Linked DNA regions of Zea mays: regions 1 and 3 are each linked to region 2. Evidence: chromatin contacts called from public Hi-C data. All regions are on one chromosome and are shown on one strand. The core of a region is the stretch at or near the end of the contact, and the rest is flanking DNA. Distances in the headings are between cores, read along the strand shown. Region 1 has its middle 3.2 kb from the start of LOC111590714. Region 2 holds the start of LOC100275326. Region 3 holds the start of LOC103637652 (GATA transcription factor 2).

What was found. A called contact is a pair of places that touch in the nucleus more often than the background predicts.
Region 1: a Hi-C map of tassel shows a contact between it and region 2, with 6 times the contacts expected there. The contact joins the enhancer-like site here to the promoter of LOC100275326 in region 2. A contact is called at or near these places in 4 of 25 Hi-C or Micro-C datasets (ear, leaf, tassel and 1 more).
Region 3: a Hi-C map of ear shows a contact between it and region 2, with 2.6 times the contacts expected there. The contact joins the promoter of LOC103637652 here to the promoter of LOC100275326 in region 2. A contact is called at or near these places in 2 of 25 Hi-C or Micro-C datasets (ear and tassel).

What each region holds. Positions count from the first base shown.
Region 1 is chr1:92,117,201-92,120,355 of Zm-B73-REFERENCE-NAM-5.0, forward strand. No RefSeq gene overlaps it. Among protein-coding and RNA genes, the nearest start is that of LOC111590714, 3.2 kb to the right of the region's middle. Within about 2 kb of position 1,376, at least 2 of the 20 cell types and tissues checked have an H3K27ac peak or open chromatin away from gene starts, as enhancers often do.
Region 2 is chr1:91,896,056-91,898,755 of Zm-B73-REFERENCE-NAM-5.0, forward strand. LOC100275326 reads right to left here and starts at 1,312. Exons shown (of 2, transcript NM_001327844.1): 1 at 1,139-1,312.
Region 3 is chr1:92,054,710-92,057,514 of Zm-B73-REFERENCE-NAM-5.0, forward strand. LOC103637652 (GATA transcription factor 2) reads left to right here and starts at 1,280. Exons shown (of 2, transcript XM_008660116.4): 1 at 1,280-2,065; 2 at 2,188-2,805. The coding sequence starts at 1,673.

The DNA.
Region 1 (3,155 bases), core at 126-2,625, 220 kb after region 2:
AAATAATCAAAAACAAATTCAATATGACATGATTTGAGGACAAAAAGCAGCAAAAATCCAAACCAATCTCAAATACAGTTGATAAAAACAGATGCTATCATCAACGACCATTTTGAGCAATCAGTTGATAAAAATACAGTTGATTTGAGTACAACGATGCAGATTGGTAAAATGGGCATCATCGGCCTCTAGTCACTCTGATATTCAAGAAAATGCACATATTCACTTTAAGAAATCAACGAGTATTATTCACGTGGACACTCAAAACGCTGCAGGTAACTATGATGAACTGATGGTTCTAGATATTGCTTGATTATACTACTTATCAACTCCCTGCAAATTTTGAATGTGCGTGTGATGTCTTGTGTCTGATTTAGACCAACACACTTCTCCTTTCTACAACTTGCATGAATGTCATGCCTTGCTGAGGATATGTTGTCCCTATAGAAATAATCATGTGCTTGGTCTTGATATAATTCAAGTTTGCACACCACTATAATAACATGACACATCTGACTAACTAGATTATTAGCACTCTATAGCCAGTTCTCTTTATAACAAATGATCTCGGCTGTACATTTGGCATAGTGCTCAATCTACTGTATGAGTGCTAGCAGCAAATATGAATTTGCTTACTAATCTAAAGGAGTACTAGCATGAATCTAGTTCGAATGAGACCTGTGTATATGAAGATTCTGTTTGGTGATGAGTGTGGCTGGACTCAAACCATTTAATTTAATTTAATTGCTTTGGCTGAACGTGAATGATTTTTGACAGTTCACATGCGACAACATACTAATATGATACACAGGTGCAGCAACAACTTGATCGATTCAGGACTAAAGGGTAACAATGAAGCAAGTTGCTGTAAAGAATCAAATAATCTAGTCCCTGGACGAGCACGAAGCCACGAACACGACATGTACAAGAGAGCAGAAAGGTGCTGAGAAGGGGAGGTGCATTAACAGGGAGATTAACAGGGGTATAATTTCGAGGTATCATCGCCGACCATTTGGAGCTCTAATCGTCGCATATGCAGATTGGTAACATCTAACATGGGCATCGTCCGCCAGTATCACCGAGCATTTAAATCTATCGCCGACCTCTAATCCTATTGAGCATCGTCGGTTAGTTTGTTCGTAGTGTTTGTTCGTAGTTGACGGTCTAAGTCTTCAAAATAGCCCGCCACTGGTAGCCATTGTAAAACTAGGTCACTCTGGTAGTGTTTGTTCGTCAAAACACCCCAACCAGTTTTTTAGACATCTGACGAGTGGATCTAGCAGCGCCTCTGGCCATAATACCCTCTCCGTCTGTTGACGTCGTCCTGCTCACTGCCTTCTTCGTCTCTCCGTCTTCAACAAAAGCACACAGAAACTGCCACGGTACAGATCGAAGGGGAGGTAAGGTCCGGTGAGCATCGCCCGTTCCGTCGGCTCCGTCCACCGTGAGGTGCACAGTTACTGAACCTGTGATTTATGTTCCTGAACCTGTGATTTATGTTCCTGAACCTGTGATTTATGTTCCATGCTGAGTATTGAAAGGTTCAGTTTTAGTTTCAGTTTATGAGAACCATGCCGAGTTTCAGTTTCCGTTTCTGTTCCAAGTTCACAAGTTTCAGTCCCCAGTTTCTATCACAAGTTTATTTCCCAAGTTTGTGTCCCAAGTTTCAGATTGAGTTCACAAGTTCACAGTTTCAGTTTGAGTTCACAGGTTCAGTTCACATGTGACAGGTAGTTCACAGTTTCAGTTGACAGGTTAAAACCAGATTGAAACATACATCTAGTTCATAGTTTCAGTTTACAACCAGTTTGAGACAAAATCAACCATTTCACAGGTTCACTGGTTCACAAATAGCTTGACAACTTCACAACTCGTCTGATTGGTTGCCGTATCACTCTAACCAGGATGCCCGAACGGAGCCAGGATAAGTAGCATCAGGTTGAACTCATGCAAGACATATTTGTTTGGTTGCTTTCACAGACCCAACAGATTAGGTACAGACTTTGTTTGGTCAGTTGTACCGATATATGTATCAGAGAAGAGTACATAAATAAATCTTTAAATATTATATAGCATGTGTAGTCTAGTTTTGTTCGTAAAAAAATTAGATACACAAATATAAAATCTTTTACTTAAAAAATATAATAAAAAACAAAACTAAATTACATTCCGTATTACGTGCCTGCATGCCTGTATCCTGCATGCGCAGAGATGCCCGTGGCACACGTCTGAGCGGAGCTGGATGGACGACCAATTTTGCATCAGCTGATCCTGCATGGCTGCACACATGAACCAAACATGAGATGCTTTAGGACTCCACGCGTGCAGCTGCACCTGTAGAGATGCAAACTAAACAGCCGGAACCAGTTTGACAACTAGTTCACAGGTTCACAACCAGTTTGACAAGTTCACTGGTTCAAACACACATTGTCATCTGAAACTGGATGAATCTGTTGAAAATGTCTGAATCCAGTGAACTTTTGTGAGCCTGTGCTTCAGATTTCTGTGAACCAGTGAATTTATGTGTTTTAAAATGTCACAAAAGTTTCAGACTAACACAAGTTTTAGACATGTCTCAGTGTCCCAAAGGATCCAGGTTTCAGACAAGTTCACAGATTTCAAACCAAAGTTCACTAGCCCAAATTCACTGGCACAGGAGAAAATTGGATTTATGCCATTATGAAACTTTGGATTCGCTCAAATGCCATTATGGGAATACGCTTTGCCAAGAGACCATTATCAAACATTGTCTTACAGACAAAATGCTATTTAGGGGGTTATTTAAAACTTAACCTTATTTGATTATATTGGCAGCTAGTGACCGGACACTTTTGCCCCTATCAAATCTGTGCTACGAGGATGTTGTCAGCAATCGCACGGTGAGGCGCTGTTGTTCCGTATCGTTCTGTTGAGGCTAAAACACACTCCTCATTTTCCTGACCAGCTTGTTGTTCCTGTCTTCGGATGCTCATGGATGTTCTGGATTTTCTCAGATTGCCAAAGAGGAAGCTGTTCAGTCGACATGTGAAAATCCACACAAAACAATTGTGCGATCATATAGATAACTGGGCAGATGTTACTGATTTTTTGAAGGGCACACCGTTCGAGAGCTTTTTGAATGGCTCAAGAAGATGACACGGCTAGCTGATGTATAT
Region 2 (2,700 bases), core at 62-2,561:
AGAGACTCTTCTGTAAACATATTTACAGATAGAAAGCTAGAAGTACAAGCAAAGCATGCAACATGAAAGCAGTGTCCGCAACAACCTGAAGGAAAAATTTAGGCAATTGACCAATTAGCTCATTATACAAGATGTAGTCGCAAAAACCACATCTAGGTGAATAAGTTGCACAGCTGAAAATATGCGACCAGCTAAGAAGTCAACATGCTACCTCAAGATAAAACATAGAGACATTACAATGGAACATCAAAACGAATAGTCAGTTTGCACCAGATCCAAAAGAACACTATAGAATCCATGCAGCATCTCTTTTTTGTGATGAAAAATTCTTGCCTTTTGATGTCAAAACTAAACTATTGGTTCATACCACACTGTGAGTTAAGTGTCAGAAAAGGAACCAGTGGGCAAAGTATTTCCTTCGATTGGCACAACAACACGAGTTGATGTAGGTGGGCTTACTGACCATCCACACAGGGAGTGCCACCAAAGAGGCTGCGGTGTGTGGTTGGCTAATTAGCCACCAAGTCCAAAAACAGACTTAATCATAACCTTCTATGTTTTTCAGCAGAATATATCGGCCATAGACATCGTTATTGAAATATGCGATTGGATAAGAAGTCAGCATGCTACCTCAACATAAAACATAGAGACATTACAATGGAACATCAAAGCGAATAGTCGGTTTGCACCAGATCAAAACAACAATATATAATCCATACAGCATCGCTTTTTTTAACGATGAAAATTTCTGCCTTTTGATGTCAAAACTAAACTATTGGTTATTACCGAGTTGTGAGTTAAAGTGTCAGAAAAGGAACCACTAGGCAAAGTATTTCCTTCGATTGGCACAACAACACGAGTTGATGTAGGTGGGCTTACTGACCATCCACACAGGGAGTGCTGCCATTGAGGCTGCGGTGTGTGGTTGGCTAATTAGCCACCAAGTCGAGATACAGACTTAACCATAACCTTCTACGTTTTTTCAGCAGAATATGTCGGCCATGGACATCGGTATTGAACTGAAGTTAAAAGTGGCCCGCCATTACAAATCCAACAAGCAACAGATCTAGAAACTTCGATAATCAAATATATCATAGCAAGATGTTTACCACGAAAATAGGAGGGGGAAGGGGATTACCCAGACGAAATCCACCGGTGAAGTTTTTTTCTTCAATAGGAACTGCTACGGTAGCCAAGGACGGGGTGGCAACAGACAGCTCCGGAGCTGGGAGCGGCGGCTAGGGTTTTAAAGTTGGCCTAGCGAATTAGGGTTCCTTCGATGTTACTCGAACACTTCATGCATCGCTCTCGTAGGCCGAGCCGAGCTACTACTTCAATATATTGTGCTTTTGGTCCGCTAACTCGAACGTCCAGGATTTGAAGGCCCAAATGTGCGCACTAGTGCTTCAGCACCTGGTCCAATAAGGTCAAACGATGGGCTGGCCATCATCATCTAGCCCGCGTGTGATTCATTCGCGATTGGGGCATTGGGCTAGAGAGCTCCTATCAATTTGTATTGTCCTCTCCAGGATAAACAATTTGTATCGGGGTCTGCACCGTGTGTACATCTAAGTCATCTATAGTTATGAGTGCATATTGCAAAAGAAAAAGTTTTATAATTCATTTGTGATCATGGCTATACATAAATTTTGTTATTTTAATCTAGCTATTTCACCACTACATTATAACTATCAGTAACATGCATACTTTTATATACAATATGATTTTAATAATATCATGTCAATTGCTTCATTTAAATGCTAAGACTATCACAATAAATTACAAACTTATACAAATCTTAGGGAAATATCACAAACGAATAGTCATTAATATATAACCATTACATCCCATTAATAATGTCCACAAGTCACCATACGCTACATGTCTTTTATCTCATGTAAGCATCGTATTTCTATGCAACTGACTTACAATCAACTTTTTAAGCACTTCTATTTCCTGTCACGGAGAATCCTCAAATTGACAACTAACTTGTTTTCTCTATAGCATTTCCCGTGACCCCTACACGAAAATAGTATGAAAGCATGTTTTTAAACAAAGAAACAACAAACAAAAGATTTCATGAATACAACTAACTTGACCTACCAATGATTGGCCACGTTGGATTTTGAGAAAAAATGATTTGCATGGACCAGCTCCAATAAATGATAAGCACCTATGACCTGACAGAAGCAATAGAGCATTAGCAGATACAATGTGACTATCAGAAGCTAGTAAATAGAAACACAACATGAATCCTGTCAAAAAAAAAGAACCAAATCACTAGAGATATAAAACTCATAATATGTCAACACCAAAATAGGTGTGCGCCAATGACAAAAAATAATAAGCTCATAAATATATGTAGAACGCAAGAAGAAATGGTCTATTTCATCGACTGTGCCAAGTAGGTAAGGTCTACATAGCCATGAACACTTCAAAGCAAGACAATATATACATTCTACATAGCCATGAACACTTCAAAGCAAGACAATATATACATTCATTGTACAGCATAAAACCCAGAGATATAGCACTACAACTCCATGTCTCCATATATATATATATATATATATACATATATATATATATATATATATATTAACAAGTACATTAGCATGTTCTTTGGAAATATGTAGAAAGTTTTCTTTCATGAACCGTGGATCAGATTGCACCAAAAATTAATATTGGTTTCCCAAAAGA
Region 3 (2,805 bases), core at 30-2,529, 160 kb after region 2:
TAGCGTGCTAGGTGAGAATTAACGTGATTGAAGCCTCTAGCGTAAGAGTGTCTCTAGCAGATCCACTATTCAATCCCATATATTATTTACTATTTTAAATTTTTCTCTGCAAACAGTGTTAAACAGTATCATTTACAGTTCCGCGTTCACTATTTTCCACACTCTATTGGAGACACGGTATAAAGAGATAAGATTTAAAACTGTTTGACTTGTAGAAAATCGATAGTCACATTTTTTTTTCGTTAAGGAGGGACCATGCACGCCGTGGGGGTGCAGCAGCGGTGAGAGAGTTATGAAGCACTGCAGTTATCGAAGCAAAGCAATGTGGGATGCGTCGGGAAGGTTTGCCTTTACGGCAGTTTGCGTTGCCCGCGCGTCGACGCAGCAGGAGTGCTACATACGCCCGCCTCCGCCTTGAATGGCACATGCGCAGTCGCCGCATACCGAAGCATGCATGGACGGACGTACGCAGGCGGCAGCGGCTGGCCCGGCCGTGGCCTCCCCGGATAAAGAAAAGATTCCTCGGGGAGCGCCGGCGCGGCGAACCCGGCCTCCCCTCCCAAATCCGTCGAAACGTGCGCAGCTAGCGCGGCCGGGGACGGTACGCGCCGTGCTGCTGACCGTTGAGGGGTGGTGGATGGAGCTCTAGCTTTATTGCGATGATGCCGACTGCATGCCGAGACCGGCAAAGACGAGCGACCAGGACGCCGAAGGCGCCAATAAATCCAGGCCGCCGGAAACGGCGGTGACGACGACGACGACGGACGGACAGAGGAACTTGATCGACTACCATTCTGGGTGCGTGCGTGGCAGACCTTTTCCCCCCTGCCCTGCTGCTGCTGCTGCGTACGAAACAAATGCCCCTGCGAGGCGAGCAGCATTGATGATGCTTCGGCATCCACTTCCATGGACAGGCTACATACAGCTCATGGAGTCACGTGGTCTCGTGTGCATGCATTGCGGTTAAAGTAAGCGGATACTTTCTTTCTTTCTTTCCCCCTTCTCTTCCTCCATTTTTTTTCTTTAATAAAAGGGGAAAAAAAGTACTGGGACTGCTGCTACTGGTACAGGCAGCAGCCACAGCCAGTAGGTAACGGAATTATGCCAAGGGAGAGTGTGTGTGAATGAATGACTGCGTGCGAGACGAGTGGTGGTGGAGGATATGAATGCATGTGGGTGGGCACAGAGAGAGAAAGAGGAGAGGATGGGTGCACGTTAGGGCCTGCTGCCGTGCTGGGCTGCAGCTTCCTCGCGTAATCGCACCTCCCTGATGCTATCTTATGCACAGCTTTTGTCAAACATAGTTTTGTGTACGAATACACATGCACTGGCTCCACCTCTCTACTCCAATTACCTCTATATTAATTACTTGGCAACAACCCCTTCCTCTGTTACTGGAGCCCCCGATAGCTCAGCACTATTTCTTCCCCCTCCTCACGCCCCTTCCCCTCTCATCACTCCACTTCCACTCCAGTCCATACCCTCCAACTCTCTCTCCCCCTCCTCAGTCCTCTCTCACACACACACTCACTCTCGTCACCGAAGACTAGCAAGGCTAGCTACTAGCTCGTACTGGAACTAGCTCGTTTCAAGGAACTTGCCGCGTGCCAATTGCATAAGTACGTCGTACGGTTAGGCCTCCCTCAGTTATCTCTTGTACGTTGTGTTCGCGATGGCGTCGGAGTGGGAAATGGCCATGGGGGTGGAGCTCGGCATGGGAATGGGCACGTACCACTACCACCACAACGCCTCCAGCATCACCACCGCGCCGATGAGCAGCCACCACAGCGGCGGCGCCAGCTACTCCACGCCGCACCACCACCACTACTATGGGATGCCGCCCACGGGCGGCGCCGGCGACGCCATGCGCGTGGACGACCTTCTCGACCTCTCCACCGGCGCCGGCGCCGGCGCCCACGAGTTCTTCCCCACCGCGCCTGCGCCCGCGACCACTGACAAGGGGCACCACCACCCGGGAGCCATGGGTGAGCCGTCACCCACCGCCGCCAACTCGTCGGATCACCAGACGTCGCTCCTCTCCTTCGCCGATGAGTTCTACATACCCGTACGTACCAAACTAATATAAAATAAAAACGATCGTATTATCGCGCACCTGTGCATCTATCTACACCTACACATGCCATTAGAGATCGCTAAACTAACAATCGCGACGTAATAATGATTCAGAGCGAGGAAGCTGCCGAGCTGGAGTGGCTATCCAAGTTCGTGGACGACTCCTACTCGGACATGCCCAATTACTCGTCGGCGGCCGCGCACGCCGCAATGGCGGCGGCGGCAGCAGGCAACGGAGGAGGCGGCACCTCGGCCGGCCAAGACAGCTGCGTCACCGCGGCGCCAGCTGGCCGCGGCGCGCGTAGCAAGCGGTCCTCCCGCGCGCCCGCGGCGGCGGCGTGGCACTCCCTCGTGTCGCGCCCACCGTCGCAGCCGTCGCCATCCTCGTCGTCCTGCTCGTCTTCGGACTTCCCGTCGTCGTCCAACAGGCCAGCGCGCGGCAGGAAGAGCCCGGGGCCCGGCGGGGACGCGGTGGCGGGCTCGGACGGCGGCGTGCGGCGGTGCACGCACTGCGCGTCGGAGAAGACGCCGCAGTGGAGGACGGGGCCGCTGGGCCCCAAGACCCTGTGCAACGCGTGCGGCGTGCGCTTCAAGTCCGGGCGGCTCGTGCCCGAGTACCGCCCTGCGGCCAGCCCCACCTTCGTGCTCACGCAGCACTCCAACTCGCACCGCAAGGTCATGGAGCTGCGCCGCCAGAAGGAGCTCATCCTCATCCGCGGAAGCCACCGCGAC